3 separate regions of the Sus scrofa genome follow, and all the other regions are linked to region 3. Evidence: chromatin contacts called from public Hi-C and promoter capture Hi-C data. All regions are on one chromosome and are shown on one strand. The core of a region is the stretch at or near the end of the contact, and the rest is flanking DNA. Distances in the headings are between cores, read along the strand shown.

Region 1 (3,700 bases), core at 224-2,723, 380 kb after region 3:
TGATTCTTCCTGATGTTCCACTGGGTGCTCTCATAAAAGGCCTTCCGGTCACCCTCTGGGGTCAGGTGAGGTGGGCAGGCACAAGCAGAGCATCATAGAGGGGAGGGACAATTTTCGTAATTGTCAACATTGTAACAATATTTTACTTTGGGCATACGTTATGTATTGGATGCTGGACTAATAAATTTCCTATTCATCAAATACCCTGTACCAATAGGTATATATCTATATATATGTGTGTGTACATACCATACCCATTTTAGAGGTTAGAAGACTCAGGTATATTAGGTTGTTCAAGGTCATAAGCAGTTTGACTCCCCAGCCCATACCTTCAACCACCATGTAAAATTACCTTCTAATAATAAAATAATAATGGTTTGCACTAGGATTTCCCAGCCTTGGCTGACATTTGGGATAATTATTTGCTGTGGTGAGCTGTCCTGTGCATTGTCAGATGTTGAGCAGCATCCTTGGCCTCTACCCACTAGATGTCAGTAACATATCCCCTCCCCCCAACAATGTGACAAACCAAAATGTCTCCAGACATTGCCAAATGTCCCCTGGGAACCAAAACAGCCCTTTTCCATTGAGAACCACTGGTTTACAATATATAGCATTACTATGTGTCAAGCACCGTTGTAAGTCCTTTACTCATTTCAACTATTGGCTTGTACGGTTACTATCTCCTTTTTATGAATGGACAACCTGGGAGCAATTAGATTACTCTTAGTTCCTGAAGGTCAAACAATTAGTATATGTAGAGCCAGGATCTGAACCCAGAAAATCTGGCCCTGGAATCTGTTTTTCACCACCCCATGCATGATAGAAGAGTTGAAATCACATAAAAGTATGAAATGCAGTCCAGTCAGTTCTGAGCTCAGGAAAAGTTTCATAAGAGAGATGAGGAAAACCATAAGGAAGTATGAGTTTTTGCCTCCAGAAACTGGCCACATGGATGAATGCCAGTGAAACATTCCAGTCACACCATGCCAGGCCAATGAGCTGGTGACTCTTGACACTTCTGTGCCCTCTGGAGCCCTCTTACCTAATAGTTGAATCTTCCTTTGTAACTCAGCCACCTGCGTGTGCACAGTGGACTTCCCTTCGCTGGCATGGAAGGGTCCTGCCTTGGAATGGAGTGACTGCCAGGCCTGCACCGAGCCCTTGCCTTGGGGATGCCCCTTGGCCTGAGCCTGATTGCCCCTGCCTTTGGAGGAGGCTGAAACCTGGTCCTGAGAAGGCATGGCGTTGGCGGAGGCCGCCCAGCACAGGGGAGACGTCATGACTGGGTTGAGGCCGAGGACCGCAAAGAGTTAGGTCTACTAGGAATCGCCTCTGTTGGGGATCTGTCAGCTCAGGTTCCTCGGCTCTGGGAACGTACTTGTCGACCGCTTGGCTGAGCCTCGCGGCATCTCCTGGTTGCTAGGTAATCTCCCCCTCCTTCCTCCAGTGTTCCCATGGAAACCGCCCGCGTTCCACCCACCGCTCTCACTGGCTGACGCACGCTGCGTGGAGGGGCGGTCCCAACGGGGGCGGAGCAGACCCTTTCTGCCGAAAGTTGGTGGGGGGTACTTTTGTGTCATGTGCTTATTCCTTTTCTTTCCCACCCCTCAACCCCTAAGCCCGCCCTAAGCCCGCGATGGGTTCACGGGCATTTTTTAGGAACTTTCTGGTCCGACTGTAGAACTGCCACTCCCAAGATGGAGGCACTTCGCGCCGCCATTAAGCGCGAACCATCAGAACGATTTCTTCTAAGGCTTCACAGGCCTATCCAAGATGGCCGTCTCGGCTCCGGCCGTCCCTTGCCGCTCCCAATATGGCGACCGGGAGCTGCCGTTCAGGGAGCACGGCGTGATGCCGGAAGTGACGCATCCCACACGTTTCCGCTTTCTTTCTGCAGGAGGAGCCGTTGGCTGCTGGGTTAGGGGGCGCGGTGGATATTAACCTTTGCCCCAGCCTCGTGTAGGTGGTGAACCACTGGGTGGGAGAGCACCCCTGTTTCCTGTTGGGGGCAGCCTAAGGGTGTTCCTCGGGAGATGGGGCGACTGTTCCTCGGGCTATTGGCGGGAATTGGCTAGCGAATCCCCTCCCCCCACCCATAGGGAGCGGAGCTTTTGTGATTCCCCCACCATTGATTTGGGCCAAGTGAGACTCCCCTTCACTGGGCAGGACTGGGGAGACACCCCCCCCACGCCCCCACTGTGGGAAGCAAAGTGAGCCGTCATTGCCCGGAAGCGATGGAGGAATCCAGTTGGCTGGAGGGAGAGGTGTCTTCCTTCAGCTGGAAGTATTCCTCTCCCAGTGAGCCGCCCCTTTCTCGCTGCAGCGTGGGGGCACAGCGCATCTCTCAGCAGCTTCCTTCCTCCGACAGAACCCGTTTCCGGCTTCAGAGCCTCCAGCGAGATGTTACTGTTTCTGCTGCTACTGCCCATGTGTTGGGCCGTGGAGGTCAAGCGGCCCCGGGGCGTCTCCCTCACCAGTGAGTTGGCCACCTGGCTAGAGGTGGGGATAGGTTGTGGGAGGCTCCTGGGATAGGCACTTAGAGCCTTCTGCTTTAGGGTCGCGGTCGCTGGGCGGGAAGGCGGCAGTGCTCAGCTGGTGGGTTGTGGGGAGAGGTGCCATTGGGTCCGGAGGGCTTCTTCCTGCCGTGGGCTGAGCGCCTTGACTCCCTTCCCAGATCATCACTTCTACGACGAGTCCAAGCCTTTCACGTGCCTGGATGGCTCCGCCAGTATTCCTTTTGATCAGGTTAATGATGACTACTGTGACTGCAAGGATGGCTCAGATGAACCAGGTGAGCTCTCTTTTCATTCATTTATTTAGTCATCATACATTTATTAGGCAGTTGATGAGTGCCAGGTCCCGAGCAGTGACCAAGACAGACCCCATCCTATCCTCACAGAACTCGGCGATGAGTAAGGGGAAGCAGGTACCCAAGCAAGCTAGTGGTCAGCTTGGTGAGGAGAGCCCTAGGCACTATGGGAGGGGGAGGGGGTAGGCAGGGCCCTGTTCTGAGGGCCTTGGTGAGGCAGGAGGGAGCAGTGGAGAGTTTTGTTTCAGGCCCGAGTGTGCAACTCTGTTTTCTCCCCTTAGTTGGCATCAGTTATTCTCGTGCTCTTTGTGTACATGGTGGATGTGACACGCCGGATTCTGAGCACACTCCACAAACCCTCGCTCTCTTTCTCCCTGCAGGCACAGCTGCTTGTCCCAACGGCAGCTTCCACTGCAGCAACACTGGCTACAAGCCCCTGTACATCTCCTCCAGATGGGTCAATGATGGAGTTTGTGGTGAATGAGATCACCCTGGGGTTGGGGACAGGGTGCTGGGCGGAGGGAAGGAGGAGGCCCTACTGGGTCTGATGGCGCCCCCACCTCTGCCCTCAGACTGCTGTGATGGGACAGACGAATACAACAGTGGGATCGTCTGTGAGAACACCTGCAAGTACGTCGGTGACACCCTCACTCCCCACCCTGAGACCTTGCCTCACCCCGCTGGGTGAATCAGGTTCCCTCTCTTTTCTGCATTTGTGTATCGAGTGCTCACCCATGCCAGGTGCCTTGTGACTGTTCCATCAACAGTTTCTCCTCTGGCCTGGCAGCAGGTGCAGTTTGTTTGCCTATTCAACAGATGAGGAAGCTCAAGCTTAGGAGAATGACTTCCTCAGGGTCACATAGATAGGAGATAGCAGAGCCAGGACAC
Region 2 (3,237 bases), core at 282-2,781, 300 kb before region 3:
ACAGCAACGCCAGATCGTTAACCCACTGAGCAAGAGCAGGGATAGAACCTGCAACCTCATGGTTCCTAGTCGGATTCCTTAACCACTGCGCCACAACAGGAACTCCATTGGGGCATATGTTTTGTGCAAAGAATTGTACCAGGTGCTTTTAAGGAAAAAAAAAAATCATATTTTGTAGATAATGCAAGAGAAGCTCAGGGAGGTGCACTAGTCTTGATTATACAGAGACCCAAACTTAGGGCGACCCTGGATCTTGCATTTTCTTAAAAATTTTTTTGGTTTTTTTTAGGGTTGCAGCCAGGCATATGGAAGCTCCCAGGAAGGTCTAACCGGAGCTGTAGCTACTGGCCTATGCCACAGCCACGCCAGAACAGGACCCCTCTGCGACCTAAACCGCAGCTCAGGGCAACTCGGGATCTTTAACCCACTGAGGAGGCCAGGGATCAAACCTGAGTCCTCATGGATGCTAGTCGGATTAATTTCCACTGAGCCGAGATGGGAACTCGGGATCTTGCATTCTTAAACTAGCTACACTATTCCTGCTTCTGCAAAAAAGATTTATTTAGGCCGTTAAGTCCTGAACTACTTGCCTCCGAATCTCAGCAATGTCTCTATCACTTGTCTACCAACGCCTGACTGATCCTGATTCTGGAAGAAAGCAGGACTTAGCTTAGGCATAGATTGTACACTGAGGATCTGAGGCTCCCAAGAGGATGCAACAACACCAGGATCGTAAAGTGATGACGCTCGGTCCCCCATGCCTTTACTTATGACCCCGACCTCCCCGCCAAGATGTGGCTGGCCAAGTGTCTCAGTCCAAGTCCCAGATTTCCCGCAAAAGACAGTGAGGCCTTCAGTCGGGTCTTTTTCTGGATCGGGCCTCAATTTCTTCATCTGTGAATGGGGGACTGGAAGATTCTGACCAACTGGGCTCTGCCCTTCAGAGGCTCCGGGCCGGGTAGTTTAGCGGGGCGCTACCCGTGAAAAAGTTTCAACACCAAAGACCCGGATGCCGAAGCAGCAACGAGGAGTTCTGTCCGACCTTTCCTCACACACACAGCTCGAGTCTGCTCGGCCTCTCGTGGAAAAAGCAGGCAGTGGGAAGGAAGTGCCACCGTACCGCTTCAGTAGCAGAGCGAACCTCTTCTAGCAACACCAGCCACCATGAGGACGCTCAAGAGCCAGCCTCTCTGACCGTTTCCGCCAACGTACTCCTGGCGACGGGCGTAAGATGGCGGCCGCGCAAGCGCATAAACTAGGAGACCAGGGAGGCTCCGCCCCTCCCTCGGCCTCACGTGGTAATGGCCGCTCAAAAACCGCAATTGAAAAAAAGAAAGGCAATGTTGTCACATGAAACAGGCCTACCAATACCGCAAAGGCAAGGAGCAAAAGTCCTTATCACATGGCCAAGGAGATCTCCGAATTTGCCACTGTCACATGATCAAGCAAAGGCGTGGAAAGAGGAGGAAAACGTCCCGACGCCACGTAACGTCTTACGGTTCTGTCACGTGACCAGGGCCCGCCTTCTTTTCTCTGTTCCTCCCTCCCTGCCTCTCCCGCTGGGCCTGCGTCGAGCGGTAACGAGGCGGCAGGGGGCGTGGCTCCGCCCGGTCACGTGGTTCCGCACCTCCCTAGCGCGCGCCCGCCCGCCAGCTCGTCCCCGGCCCCGGCTCCTCCTCCTCCTCTTCTCGCCATTGCAGTTGGACTCAGCAGCCCGGTGCGTACCGCGTGGCTTTTTGGGGAAGACCGAGGCGGGCTGTGGCCGGAGGGCGGTGGTTGCTGTCGAGGAAAGGGACCCAGACGAGGTAAGCGTCAATGTGGCGGCGGCCGGGCCCGCTCCCGCCTTTCCCCCTCCCCCCGTTCTCTCCTCAGCGCGGGCTCGGGTGAGGAGTTGCGGAGATAAGGCCTGAGGCGCCTTGTGTTCCCTGCTTTCGTTTGGTTCTCTCGCCCCAGTGCCTGGCTCCTTCCTCCTTTGCTAGCCTACCTCCCGCGCTCGGCCGTTACTCTCCCCCATTGTGCCGAGGAGACAAAATGGCGGCGGCGGCGAGGGCCCGGTGCGCGCGCATCCGCCCCCCCCTTCGCGGCCCCTCGGCCGGCGGTGGCGCCTCTCGCGGGGGTGCGCGCGCACTGGGCCCCCGGCTGCCGCCTCCCCCGGGTCGGGCTTTGTCTGTTGGGGCGCCACGCGCGCACACGCGCACGTGCGGTGAGCACACACCCCCCTCCGACTGGAAGCATCCTGCCCCGCGGAGCAGGGGCTACCCCCCCACCTCTTCTCTTTGTCCCATTCCGGTCCCGGGTTCCAGGAGAGTCCCAGGTTCTCGAGGCGGGAAACATCGCCTCCTTTGTCTTTTCGTGGAGCGGAGAGGCAGACCCCCTCCCTGGAACCCCGTCCTTAAGTGGATTGCAGAGGAGGTCTTTGTGGGTTCATGGGGTTTTTAAATCTCTGGTTAGGCTGGCCTCCCCCAGATCCGGATCCAGAATTGCTAAAAGGTTTATTTTAAGCTTTCACTTCATTTATTTTAGATGTTTCATTGATGTTGAATTTTTTCCCGATTCTCCCTCAAAATGGTGATCAGATGTGATATTTGGGTGCCCTGTGATCTTCCAGATTGAGACCCAAACATGAGCGCTTAAAATTCTTTTCTAGCTTACTTCCTCAAGTTGTTGAGTGACTGAGATTCTTGGGGTTGCTTTAGAGGTTTTGCCCTGGGCAGTTCTTCGCCTGGGGATATTATTTGGGATGTTTAAGGATCAACATGCTCTTGCCCAGTTCAGTGTCTAAACTTGGGGAGAGTAAGCCGTCTCTTCTCAATATTTCCAAAATTGATTGAAAATTGTTTGGCATCCTGCCTAGGGGACTTGACAGATCAGCAAGGAAGCATCATTACTTTTCCTGGACTCAGGTATTTCAGTGATTCTGAATCTTTTTATGATTGTTTAGCGTTCTAATGTCTCTAAAATGAGCGGTCTGGTGGCATATTTGGGGTCCATGGAAAAACACAAGGTGCCTTCTGAAGTTAGGGATCAAATCTGGACTTTAGGGATCAAATCTGGTTGGGAATCTCCATGGATTGGTTCACAGTGCTGCCCCTGTGCTTTATGTGTGGTCTCCTGGGATGTAGCTACAGCAGCCACTGACTGAGGCTGTGAATGAAGTGTGGGAATCAGAAGCTCACTCATAGCTGGGGTGGAGATGGGGGGGGTTCCAGGGCACCAACAGGTGCCATCTCTGTCCCT
Region 3 (3,411 bases), core at 159-2,658:
AATTTTTTTTTTTTTAGGGCCACACCCACAGTATATGGATGTTTTCAGACTAGGCATGGAATCAGAGCTGTAGCTGTTGGCCTACACCACAGCAACACAGGATCCAAGCTGTGTCTGTGACCTGCACTATAGCTCAGCAATGCAGGATCCTTAACTCACTGAACAAGGCCAGGGATCGAACCTTCATCCTCATGGATGCCAGTCAGATTCGTTACTGATGAGCCACGATGGGAACTCCCTAAAAAAATTTTTTAAACTGTCTTGTGGGGGGGTGGGGGTGGCACACTACAGTAGATGCTGGGTATTCACTAGGGACTAAAATTGACAACATCATGCCATTTAAATTGAAGAGAAGGATGCTGTACAGCAGAAACTGACAGGATATTATAAATCAACTATAATAAAAAAACTTAAAAAGGTACCCAAGAAATGTGAAGGAAAGGGAATGGAGGCAGTGATCAAAGAGGAGGCAAGACTGGTGGAGGTGGTAAGTCAACTGAGACCTGAAAAATGAGGAAGAGTGGGCCTGGGAGAAGCAGGGATAGGGACAGTCACAGGCTGTGGGACTTGACTTTGGGGAGCATTTGCTCAGTTGTGGGGCTAAATGAGGTGGGGCTGGAGATACTTTAAAAACATAGAGGAAGCCGCCTACAAGCTCTAGGCCTTCATACTTCTAACAAGGCTCTCTCCCTCACTGCTTTTACTACTGGACTCAAATGTCTTCCCAACGCGGCCTTCCCTAGCTGCCGCTTTAAAATTTCCACCACTTTTCATGTCTCCATTTCAACACAGTGTATTTTATATTTTACTTGGTTCTCTTGCCTCGCGCCTGCCTCCCCCATTAGATCATGAGAGCCACAGCAGCTGAAATTTTATGTCCGGTGCCGCAACTCAACAGCAAATCAATAAATATCTGCTAATTAATAGCCTTACATAGGCTCTGCACAAAAGACAGCCACAGTCCGTACCCGTCAGACTGCCCAAAGGGCACCACATCCCCCCTACCAAGGATGAAAACGGTTCCTAAGTTCGCCCTTGACCCGGAGGCCGGCTCTGCTCATCTCTGGCCCAGCCTCCCCGCCTCTTCCCCTCAAGCACTGCCTTGCATCCTCACTTCCCGGTCTCAGGGCCCCTCTGCCACCCCTTCCCCAAAGACCCTGCCGCCATCCAGTCCCATCCCCCAGCCACCCACCACCACCATCACTACCACCACCACTACCGCCGCCGCAGTGGCGCCCGCTCTGCGCATGCTCGGAGCAGTGGCGACGCACGACGTGCGGAAGGCGAAGAACCACCCCCATGCGCAAGCGCAGGCGCGTCCCGCACAAAGTAGGGAGGTGCGTCCGGGGCGCTAGCTCTCTCTGGCCCCGCCCCCTCCCCACCCCACCCCCGCGGCCGACACGCACGCGCTCTAGGAGCGGAAGGGCGGGCGGGCACGCGCACGAGACCGGGCGGGCGGCGGAAGCGGGAGAGGCGCTTAGTGGTGGGGGGGAGGGGAGGTGACGAGTGCGCGCGCAGCGGGGGCGCGGGTGGCGTGGGGGGGGCGGCCGAGGCCGGCGGGCGCGCGCGCGAGGCTTACCCTCGCTTGGCGGCGGCAGCGGCGGCTTCTTTGTTTCGTGAGAAGAGGCGAGACGCCCATTCTGCCCCCGGCCTCGCGCGGAGGGGCGGGGGCGGCGCCAGGAAGGCGACGGCACCGGCGACTCCCGGTAAGGAACGCAGATCGCGGGGGGAGCGCGGCGCGGGGCTTGGGAGGACGGTTTGAATGGAGCCGGGGTTCCGAGGGGGGAGGGGGCCGCCGGCGCCCGGAGCAGGGCCGGGGTACGGCGGCGCCCGAGGGTCAAGACGCCTGGCCTGCACCGCGCGCGCGGGGAAGGCCACAGTGCATCGAGGCCGCGGCGGCTACAGTATCCGCGGCGGGTGGGGTGGGGGCCCGGGCCGCGTGGAGGCCGCGCGCCCCTCGCGCGCGCTCTCGCCGGGGTCGCCGGACAAAGCTCTTCGCCCAGTCGGCGGGCCACGGGCCCGGCCCCCATCGCGGTCTCAGCTGCGGCTATAACAATAGCCAGGCGTCCGGGCTATTCTGGCTACGTTGTAACGGGTCCGACTCGATTGTTGCCTTTTAACAAGGCTGCGGTCATCGCTCAGTAGGAAAACCCCCAGATATGTCCAGCGTCGCCTGGACATGAACATTAGCAGCACAATTGGTTTAGATGACCTAAAATTTCATTTTTAAAAAGTCAATTTTAGGTTTTCAAGGCAAGGTAAATAACTCTTTCAGCCCCTTGTAAAGTAGTGACTCCAGAATGTTTGCCTTAAATCGGAGGATCCGCAGCTAGTCGGGAAGGACCGGGAGAACTGCTGTTGAAAGCTTTGTTTTAGTTTTCCATCCTTTTCCCTTCCTCGCAATTGATTTTCCAGATTAACGCTTTTATTTAAGATGTGGATCTTTAAGGAGAAGGTGTTTTGTGCCGATCTTGAAGACTAGCCTAGGTAGCCACCCCACGCCCCCACCCCCAGTGAATCCTTAGGTAAAGTAGGGAATAATGTTAGAACCACTTCCTAGGAATTTGAAGTAAGTTTTCACTTTCAATTGACAGACTGGAGTTGGGTTTGATTTCTGGCGTTGCTGGTTACTTAGCTATGTGACCTTAGGCAAATAACTTAATTTTTCTGAACCTCTTAGTTTCCTCATTTGTGAAATGGCAATAATGCCACAAATGGAGTTGGTGAAAGCCAATAAAATGGTTCCTGGTTAGAGGGAAGCACTATTTTGTTGTTCAGTCCAATCTCCTCCTTTATTGTTAAACAAAAGTTTGTTGAGTCCCTACTGGGTGTTAGATGATTGGAGGTTGGATGCCTTGGGAGCCTCTCCAGCCTTGTAGGGGAACAGGTGGTAAATGTGGGGACTACTCCCCTTGGCCTGTCATGTGAGAGGAACACAGTGGATGGATGCCCAGTGATGGGAGTCAGAGATTAGGGAGGTTGCGTGGAAGAGGAGCCTTTACTGAGGATCAGGGAGGATGTCCAGGTTGCATTTGACCATCTGGGACCAGTCATTGCTCCCCTCTGCTATTCTCACATCACCTTGATCCTTTCTTGTGTAGCAGTTATCTGGGTTTGTAATTACACATCTATTCTTTTCCAAGGGCCATCAGAGCTCTCACAGCTCTGTCTCCCTGATCTCCTGAAGCACGTAGTAGGCCCTTAGCAGCCATTTGTGGATGAAGAGGAGGGTGTTCAGGAGGATTGAGTGAAGCTGTGTGTGAAGTGCTTGGCCCACGACTGAAAGTGGGTTGTAGGCGATAAATGTTAGTTGTTGGAGGGTTTTTGTTGTTGTTTTAACTTTCTAGGCCATTGTTTCCCAAACCTCATTCCCCCAAAAATGAAGATGTAGGGCTGTGGTTAATATGAGGT

Evidence for each region. Promoter capture Hi-C pulls out the DNA fragments that hold promoters and counts their contacts. A called contact is a pair of places that touch in the nucleus more often than the background predicts.
Region 1: a promoter capture Hi-C map of liver shows a contact between it and region 3, with 3 times the contacts expected there. The contact joins the promoter of CCDC151 here to the promoter of SMARCA4 in region 3. A contact is called at or near these places in 1 of 5 promoter capture datasets (liver) and 1 of 47 Hi-C or Micro-C datasets (embryonic fibroblasts).
Region 2: a Hi-C map of liver shows a contact between it and region 3, with 3 times the contacts expected there. The contact joins the promoter of ILF3 here to the promoter of SMARCA4 in region 3. A contact is called at or near these places in 1 of 5 promoter capture datasets (liver) and 2 of 47 Hi-C or Micro-C datasets (heart right ventricle and liver).

The regions. Positions count from the first base shown.
Region 1 is chr2:70,095,554-70,099,253 of Sscrofa11.1, forward strand. It overlaps CCDC151 (coiled-coil domain-containing protein 151), which reads right to left and starts at 1,474. Exons shown (of 13, transcript XM_005654766.3): 1 at 1,046-1,474; 2 at 1-55. The coding sequence starts at 1,283. It overlaps PRKCSH (protein kinase C substrate 80K-H), which reads left to right and starts at 1,871. Exons shown (of 18, transcript NM_001244598.1): 1 at 1,871-1,962; 2 at 2,372-2,479; 3 at 2,678-2,794; 4 at 3,193-3,288; 5 at 3,385-3,442. The coding sequence starts at 2,404.
Region 2 is chr2:69,412,344-69,415,580 of Sscrofa11.1, forward strand. It overlaps ILF3 (interleukin enhancer-binding factor 3), which reads left to right and starts at 1,532. Exons shown (of 20, transcript XM_021083797.1): 1 at 1,532-1,805.
Region 3 is chr2:69,715,767-69,719,177 of Sscrofa11.1, forward strand. It overlaps SMARCA4 (transcription activator BRG1), which reads left to right and starts at 1,409. Exons shown (of 34, transcript XM_021083849.1): 1 at 1,409-1,706. LOC110259342 (a long non-coding RNA gene) reads right to left here. Exons shown (of 2, transcript XR_002341646.1): 1 at 1,580-3,411.